2 separate regions of the Mus musculus genome follow, and region 1 is linked to region 2. A link is a contact called in public promoter capture Hi-C data. All regions are on one chromosome and are shown on one strand. Each heading gives the region's core, a stretch centred on a gene start, on an enhancer-like site or on the middle of the called end of the contact. The rest is flanking DNA. Distances are from core to core; before and after follow the strand shown.

Region 1 (3,720 bases), core at 221-2,720, 2.7 Mb after region 2:
ACTCGTTGGTAAGCCTGACAAGTCTGAGTTCACTTAGACCAGTGGTTCTCAACCATCCTAATACCATGGCCCTTCAATACAGCTCCTCATGTTGTGGTGACCGTCTGCCCCCTCCCCCAACTAATTTTGCTGTTATAAACCATAATGTAAATATCTGAGAGGCTCGATATCTGATATTTGACCCTTGCCCAAGAGTCATTTGGCCCTCACAGGGGTTGTGGCTCACAGGTTGAGAACTGCTCACTCAGACCCACAAGGTGGAAGAGGACAGCTGACTCCTGCAGGTTGTCCTCTGACCTCCACATGCACATTATGGCGTGCATATGTACATGAAATAAATAATACATTTGGGTTTTTCTTGTTGTTTTGCTTGTTTCTTGTTTTTCCTATTTAGCCTTCCTGCAGAGGCTTCCAGCACGGATAACCTGAGGTGAGCAGTCTGCAGCTGGGCACAGAGTATCCCCAGTTCTATCTTCTGGGGGCAATGATGAGCTGACCTGAATGTCAACAATACAGGTATATGGAACGCCAACACCCTTCTCTGACCTGAGACCTCTTCTGGCTTCAGTATGCCTTCTCCCAATGCCAATCCATGAGGAATGTCCTCAGGAGCCCTAGAACACGGATCTCTAGTCTTTGCAAACGCCTAGATCTCAATGAAACAGTTCCAAGAATGCGCAGCCCTGCCCCAGGTAACCTTAGAGAGACCCACCAGATCCTAGAGGATGGATGAGGGCAGTGTCTGCCTGGCTGGCAGGGCACTCCTATTTCCACTCTTGCCTTGCTTCCTCACATGTCCCCCAAATTAGGAAGTCGCCCTGAAAGCTCACCAAGCATTACCCTTCTATCTGTTCCCACGCCCAGCGCTGTGAGTCTCTCCTGGGCAAAGCTGGCCTGGACTGCCATGTCCTACCCATTGTGGACTTTGACTTCTTCCTGTCTCCCGCCACCCCAAAACTCACTCTTTAAAATCCTCTGGAAATTGCCCTCAAAGTCCAGGGCCCACTGATTGAGTGCACAGGTGGCCACGGTCACTTTCCGGCCCATGCTGGTTACAGGTTCCAGGCTGGGACGGTGTAATAACGGAGACCACAGGGAAGATACTAGCCGGACTGTCCGGTCTACGCCTGCGTAGCTTGGTTTCCTAGAGGCCCCTCCCCACGGCTCGCCATAGCCCCGCCCCTCTGCCGTCATAGCCCAGCTTCTGCACCGCCTCCAGAACTGCGCCGGCGCAGACCGTGTCTTACCCGGAAGCCCCGTCCTTTCGCCCTCCACAGCCACACCCCTTCTCACTTTCGCAGTGCGCGCCCTTCCGTGAGACCCCGCCCCCGCGGAGATCCTGCACAAAGCGCACCCTTTAAAGTAGGGCCCTAAGGAGCGCCTGCGCAGTAAGGTTGTCTCAGCGTCCCGCTGTTGCCCAAGGTCAGAGCGTCCTGGATCATTTCCTTTGCCATCTGAGCGACTTTTGATAGGTCATGAAAGGCTTGTTTTCTGCCACCAAAAGTAATGTCAGGTTTGCTTTCTGTCGCTGTGATGAACACGTGGCAAAAAGCAGCTGGGGAGGAAAAGGGCTCACTTCACCTTATAGCTCATAGTCTGTAATGAAGGGAAGTTGAGGCAGGAACTGAAGCAGAGACCAAAGAGGACTTCTGCCCACTGGCTTGCTTGAAGGCTTACTCAGCCTGTTTTTTTTTTTTTTTTGCACCACTGAGGACCACCAGCCAGGGGTAGCGCCACCCACAGTGGGCCAAGGCCGTCACATCAATCATCGGTTATGAAAATGCTCCACAGACAAGCACAGGCCAGTCTGATGGAAGGGATCTCTCAAAGTTTCCACTTCGCAGGTGTGTTCAGTTAATTTGTGTCAATTTTGTCAGTAGGAGCTCACAGAGAGCTCACAGAGGGAATGGGTGTGTCCTGCTTCTTTGGCTCACAGCAGTCTGGATTCCCTGTGCATCAACCTGAGCCCTTTCTCATTCCTGTCCCTTTTGCGTTTGGGTAACACCAATCAAAGTAGATACAACTTTTTTTTTCCATTTTTTATTAGGTATTTAGCTCATTTACATTTCCAATGCTATACCAAAAGTCCCCCATACCCACCCACCCCCAATCCCCTACCCACCCACTCCCCCTTTTTGGCCCTGGCGTTCCCCTGTACTGGGGCATATAAAGCTTGCGTGTCCAATGGGCCTCTCTTTCCAGTGATGGCCGACTAGGCCATCTTTTGATACATATGCAGCTAGAGTCAAGAGCTCCGGGGTACTGGTTAGTTCATAATGTTGTTCCGCCTATAGGGTTGCAGATCCCTTTAGCTCCTTGGCTACTTTCTCTAGCTCCTCCATTGGGAGCCCTGTGATCCATCCATTAGCTGACTGTGAGCATCCACTTCTGTGTTTGCTAGGCCCCGGCATAGTCTCACAAGAGACAGCTACATCTGGGTCCTTTCGATAAAATCTTGCTAGTGTATTGTAGTGGCTATTCCTGGTTGTCAACTTGACAATATTTGGAATGAACTACAATTCGGAATTGGAAGGCTCACCAGTGACCCTTATCTGGAGGCTTGGAGATCCTTATCTGGATCTTGGTTTGAAGATCTTGAGCCATAGTGGCTATGGATTCCAGAAGATTTAATCTCCGAGTTAAGGAACACACCTTTAATCTGGGCTATGCCTTTCATTTGGGATTAAAGGTGTGGTGGAACACACCTTTAATCTGGGCTACACCTTTTGCTGGAGACAATATAAGGACATTGGAAGAAGGGAGTCTAGCTCTTGCTCTTGCTCCTTTGCCTGCTTGCTGCGTGAGACTGAGTAACTGCTAGATCCTTGGACTTCCATTCACAGCTGCGACTGAACAATTGTTGGGAATTCGGCTGCCGACTGTAAGTCATCAATAAATTCCTTTACTATTTAGAGATTATCCATAAGTTCTGTGACTCTAGAGAACCCTGACTAATACATGTATGCAATGGTGTCAGCCACTATGTTCATAGCAGCCTTATTTATAATAGCCAGAAGCTGGAAAGAACCCAGATGCCCCTCAACAGAGGAATGGATACAGAAAATGTGGTACATCTACACAATGGAGTACTACTCAGCTATTAAAAAGAATGAATTTATGAAATTTCTAGCCAAATGGATGGACCTGGAGGGCATCATCCTGAGTGAGGTAACACATTCACAAAGGAACTCACACAATATGTACTCACTGATAAGTGGATATTAGCCCAAAACCTAGGATACCCAAGATATAAGATACAATTTCCTAAACACATGAAACTCAAGAAAAATGAAGACTGAAGTGTGGACACTATGCCCCTCCTTAGAAGTGGGAACAAAACACCCTTGGAAGGAGTTACAGAGACAAAGTTTGGAGCTGAGATGAAAGGATGGTCCATGTAGAGACTTCCATATCTAGATACAACTTCTTTAGGTCTAGTTCCTCCTCAGCCATTTTTCCTCAGGCCCAGGGATTCAGGCCTCACTTCCTCCCTCAGAGGAAAGCCAATCTAGACCCTTCAGGCTGCGTCAAGAATGAAGTTCTTAGAATGTGTCTTGATAGATGGGCTACAGCGTCTGCTAGACACCTGTAAAAAGAAGGGCCAGCGTGTGAGTGACACAGCTCTGAGGGGAAAGTTTTCCCCAGTGTAAGTACTGCAGCTCTGTGGGAGTTTTCCTGGCAGTAGGAAGCCAAGGAATACTACAATTCACAGTGCATAGC
Region 2 (3,501 bases), core at 437-2,936:
GGACACAAGCAACCACCTTAAGGGCAGGAAGGCACAGGACTCTGGGGGAAAAGGAGAGTATTCAGAGGCAGTCACTATAGCTTTTGCTTCTGTGACTTCCTTCTGAGTCTAGGGACTCAGGCCAGGACCAACTTCTCACAATCCTCAGCCAGCTCAGGCCCAGCCTGCAAAGGATCCAGGCAGTGTATCACACTAGGAAAGCTGGGACAAACAGGTTACAGGCTCTGACAACCTGAATAAGCATGACAGGCACTGGCTGTGGAAGGATGTATCTGAGGCCTAGAGACAAATACCCATGTCTCCACATTCCTAAGCAACTATCTGTCAAGCAAGCTAGCCTGGACAGCATGTGGGTATCCTGGAAGGCTTGAAAGAAGAGATCAGTGCTGTGCTCCTAGCACTGAAGGGAGAGCGGTACTAGGTTCTGTTTAAGAGAAACAGAAGTCACTTCAGCTGCTCTCTATAACAGTTACCGAAACTGGCAAACAGCTCTGTGTGAAGTTACAGTGCCTGGCACAACATGGCTTTACTAACGGGGTCTTCCCCTTCCTTCCCAGGGCTAGGAGGATACCCCCTTAATGCTAACCAGGAGCACTTTACACATATTGACACAAGGGCTAGTGACAGGGAAAACTGAGGCAACGGCAGAGATAACTCACTGTGGACATATAGCCAGGGCATGGAGAAACCAGTTAGCCCCACCCACAACTCGCCAGGGAGTAAAACCAGCACTGCCTGGATCAGATGTGTCATCCAAAGCCAGTCATCACTAGGGCACTGCCACTGGGGTGGGGTAGCTACAGTACTTCTAGTCACAGGTGCAACCCACACCTGCTCTCTTATGCACTACAGACTACAGGGTCCTAGAGTATCTACCTTTGAGGAAAGCACAGGACTGGACTTTATGGGAGGCAGGGTGCCAGCCAGTCCTGACGATCATCTGAGGTCAGGGGCAAGGGATGTGAAAGAACCCAGGCAGCTGGTTCTTCTCCCACACTCCTCCCCCTGTTTGGCCTTGGGACCAGGCAGGAGGTCCCACCAGCCTGGCTTAGAAGCATGATTCAGGCCTCTGCTTTGATGTGATTGGATATTGCTAACTAGCTGCTCCTAGCTGTTGGGTTAATCCTAGGATCTGAAGACACCCTCTTTGGGCCTTAAAGTGAGCGAGCGAACAGGTCGCTGGCGACGGAGCTATGAGGTCAGCCTTCAAGCACCAAGCAAGGCTCCTCTGAGGCACAAATGTGTCACCCTAAGGGAGGAACAGGCCTCAGAGACTCGCCGGGCCCGTGATCCCGCCCCCGCCCAATTTTTTGATCCCTCAAACCTTCTGGTCCAGCCGCTCTGCCACGTATTAAGAGGGCCAGGAAGGGACCCGAAAAAAACTCTCAAAGGCAGCCGGGCGCCCCGGAACATGGCCCTTGCTCACCTGGTGCCGCTGCAAGAGGTCCCAGACGATCCGTTTTCTTCCGCCCAGGGCGGGGCGTAGAGACTTTCGCCGCTTCTCTTTCTCTGGCCCCAACTAGCCTTTCACTTTGCCTACTGGAGACCGCCCACTAGGTCTGTCCCTCCCACATGCAGGCTGCACTTTGGGAACAGAACTTGACAAACCTGAGTCACTTCTTTGAGCCTGACTAAAAATACGTAAAATGATCCACAGCTGCCACGAAATGGGTGTGACTGTGATGAGAGCTTCTGGTATGAACACACCCATCTCTCCTACAGGCCGACCAGGTTTTCATGGCTAGAACAGTGTTCATTATGAACAGCCTTTCTCCCTGGGGATAGGGCTTGGGATGTCGAGAGCCTCTGATGCATGGGGCTCTCAAGCATTTCGTCACTAAGCATTTCTGATATTTGTCTTAAATATCGTTTATATATGAATGCTTCATCTGCATATATATCTGTGCATCGTGCCCAGGAAGGCCAGAAGAGGGTATCAGATTCTTGGGGAATGGCCACCATTCAGGTGTTGGGAACTACACCTGGGTGCTCTGGAAGAGCAGTGTCCTAAGCCATCCCTCCAGCCCATGTTTAAACTTTGTAACATACTCCCAAGTTATAGGATTTGCTTTTGGTTTCTGTATTTTTGAAATAAGGTCTTGATGTGTAGCCCAGGAGGGCCTTGAACATGCAGATTTGCTTCCTGAGTGCTGGGATTCTAGCACTGTGGAAAAAGTCAGCATTGAGAGTTTGTCACTCAGGAGCCCTGCTCTCTTGCACAAATGGCCACACACACCCTTGCCAAGGAACTGGCATCCATCCACCTAAGTGTTTGTTAAACACTTGTCATTTGCCAGATGCTGTTCTGAGTCCCTCCGGGAACTTTAATAATACAAGTAAAGGAGAGTCTAGCAGGCCAGCATAGGAAATCAGGAATTGTGTTCCCTAAAAGACCTGGGACAGGGAGCCCTGAAGGGAGAGAAGGAGGCAAAGAGACAGGCAAGAAAAGAGGCTGGAACTCAGCTTCATAAACCCTGTGCAGTGGCCACTACAGACAGAGCTTAATCTTCATCGCTGCAGAGCCATCCTCATGGAACCAATACCAACAACTGACCTGTGAAGTTGGGGATCAGTTCTTTGGGGAAAGATTAAAGCCTGCCCAATTAGAAGGAAAACTTTGGCCAGCCAGCCTTTATTTGTTGCTGCCATGAAGGAGAATTCCTGAAAAGAAGCTGTATCTACAGAGACTGGCTGATTAGAGTTTCAGTGCTGTGGAGAAATTGGGCTGGTGCAGTTCCAGAGGCTGCCTTATCCTGGGCTAGTTCTACCCCTCTAGAACAGCTCTTCCTTGCCTACCTGTGTTGCAACTAATATCTTGTGATCAGGCTGGCCTACAACTCACAGAGATGTGGCTTCCTCTTCCCCCTGACTGCTGGTAGGAAAGGCAAGTGTCACCACACCCAGCATCCTTTTGGAATCCTTTAGCAGACCAGTAGCTTCCACTAACCAAAAGCCAAGAATGTCATCAGTTGGCATCTTGGACTTACAGAAAAGCTTCCTTCCTCTTGTTGTACCAATCTCTCTGATGTACCCTTCAATGTACTTAAACTTGCCTTGTTTACTACTATTTTCTTCTGTAAAACTACAAAACGTCATGAAACTACCTCCATGGGAACACAGAATCTGGAGTAACCTAAATCTGTGTTCTCAGGCCATGGTCACTAACAATGACTCCAGAATAAACTATCTCTTATTCCTTTTAAGGTGAGAGCTGTAGTTGTTTTCATGGATACTGAGTACCCACAGACAAATGGCAGGGGCTACCAACTTAGGAGCCTGGGTTCAGGCAAGCCATGTGGCTGGCAGGTACAATGAGTTTCTAGCACCATACCAGGACCTCAGAACAAACTAAAGACAAGCACCTGCCTTCCTTCTACCAGCATGAAAGTGAGCTTTCTACAAAGACCACACCCAGTGAGGAAGGGTGAGAAGTGAAGGGGGCAAGGGCCCCTGGGTGCTGAGTTTGCACAAACTTTCCTGGAAGCTGTATGGGAGAACTCA

Evidence for each region. Promoter capture Hi-C pulls out the DNA fragments that hold promoters and counts their contacts.
Region 1: a promoter capture Hi-C map of pre-B cells shows a contact between it and region 2, with 8 times the contacts expected there. The contact joins the promoter of Dhcr7 here to the promoter of Rnh1 in region 2. A contact is called at or near these places in 2 of 39 promoter capture datasets (liver and pre-B cells) and 1 of 9 other capture datasets (liver).

Annotation. Positions count from the first base shown.
Region 1 is chr7:143,821,697-143,825,416 of GRCm38.p6, forward strand. Dhcr7 (7-dehydrocholesterol reductase) reads left to right here and starts at 1,471. Exons shown (of 9, transcript NM_007856.2): 1 at 1,471-1,844. It overlaps Nadsyn1 (NAD synthetase 1), which reads right to left and starts at 1,156. Exons shown (of 21, transcript NM_030221.2): 1 at 963-1,156. The coding sequence starts at 1,047.
Region 2 is chr7:141,167,250-141,170,750 of GRCm38.p6, forward strand. It overlaps Rnh1 (ribonuclease/angiogenin inhibitor 1), which reads right to left and starts at 1,687. Exons shown (of 10, transcript NM_145135.3): 1 at 1,427-1,687.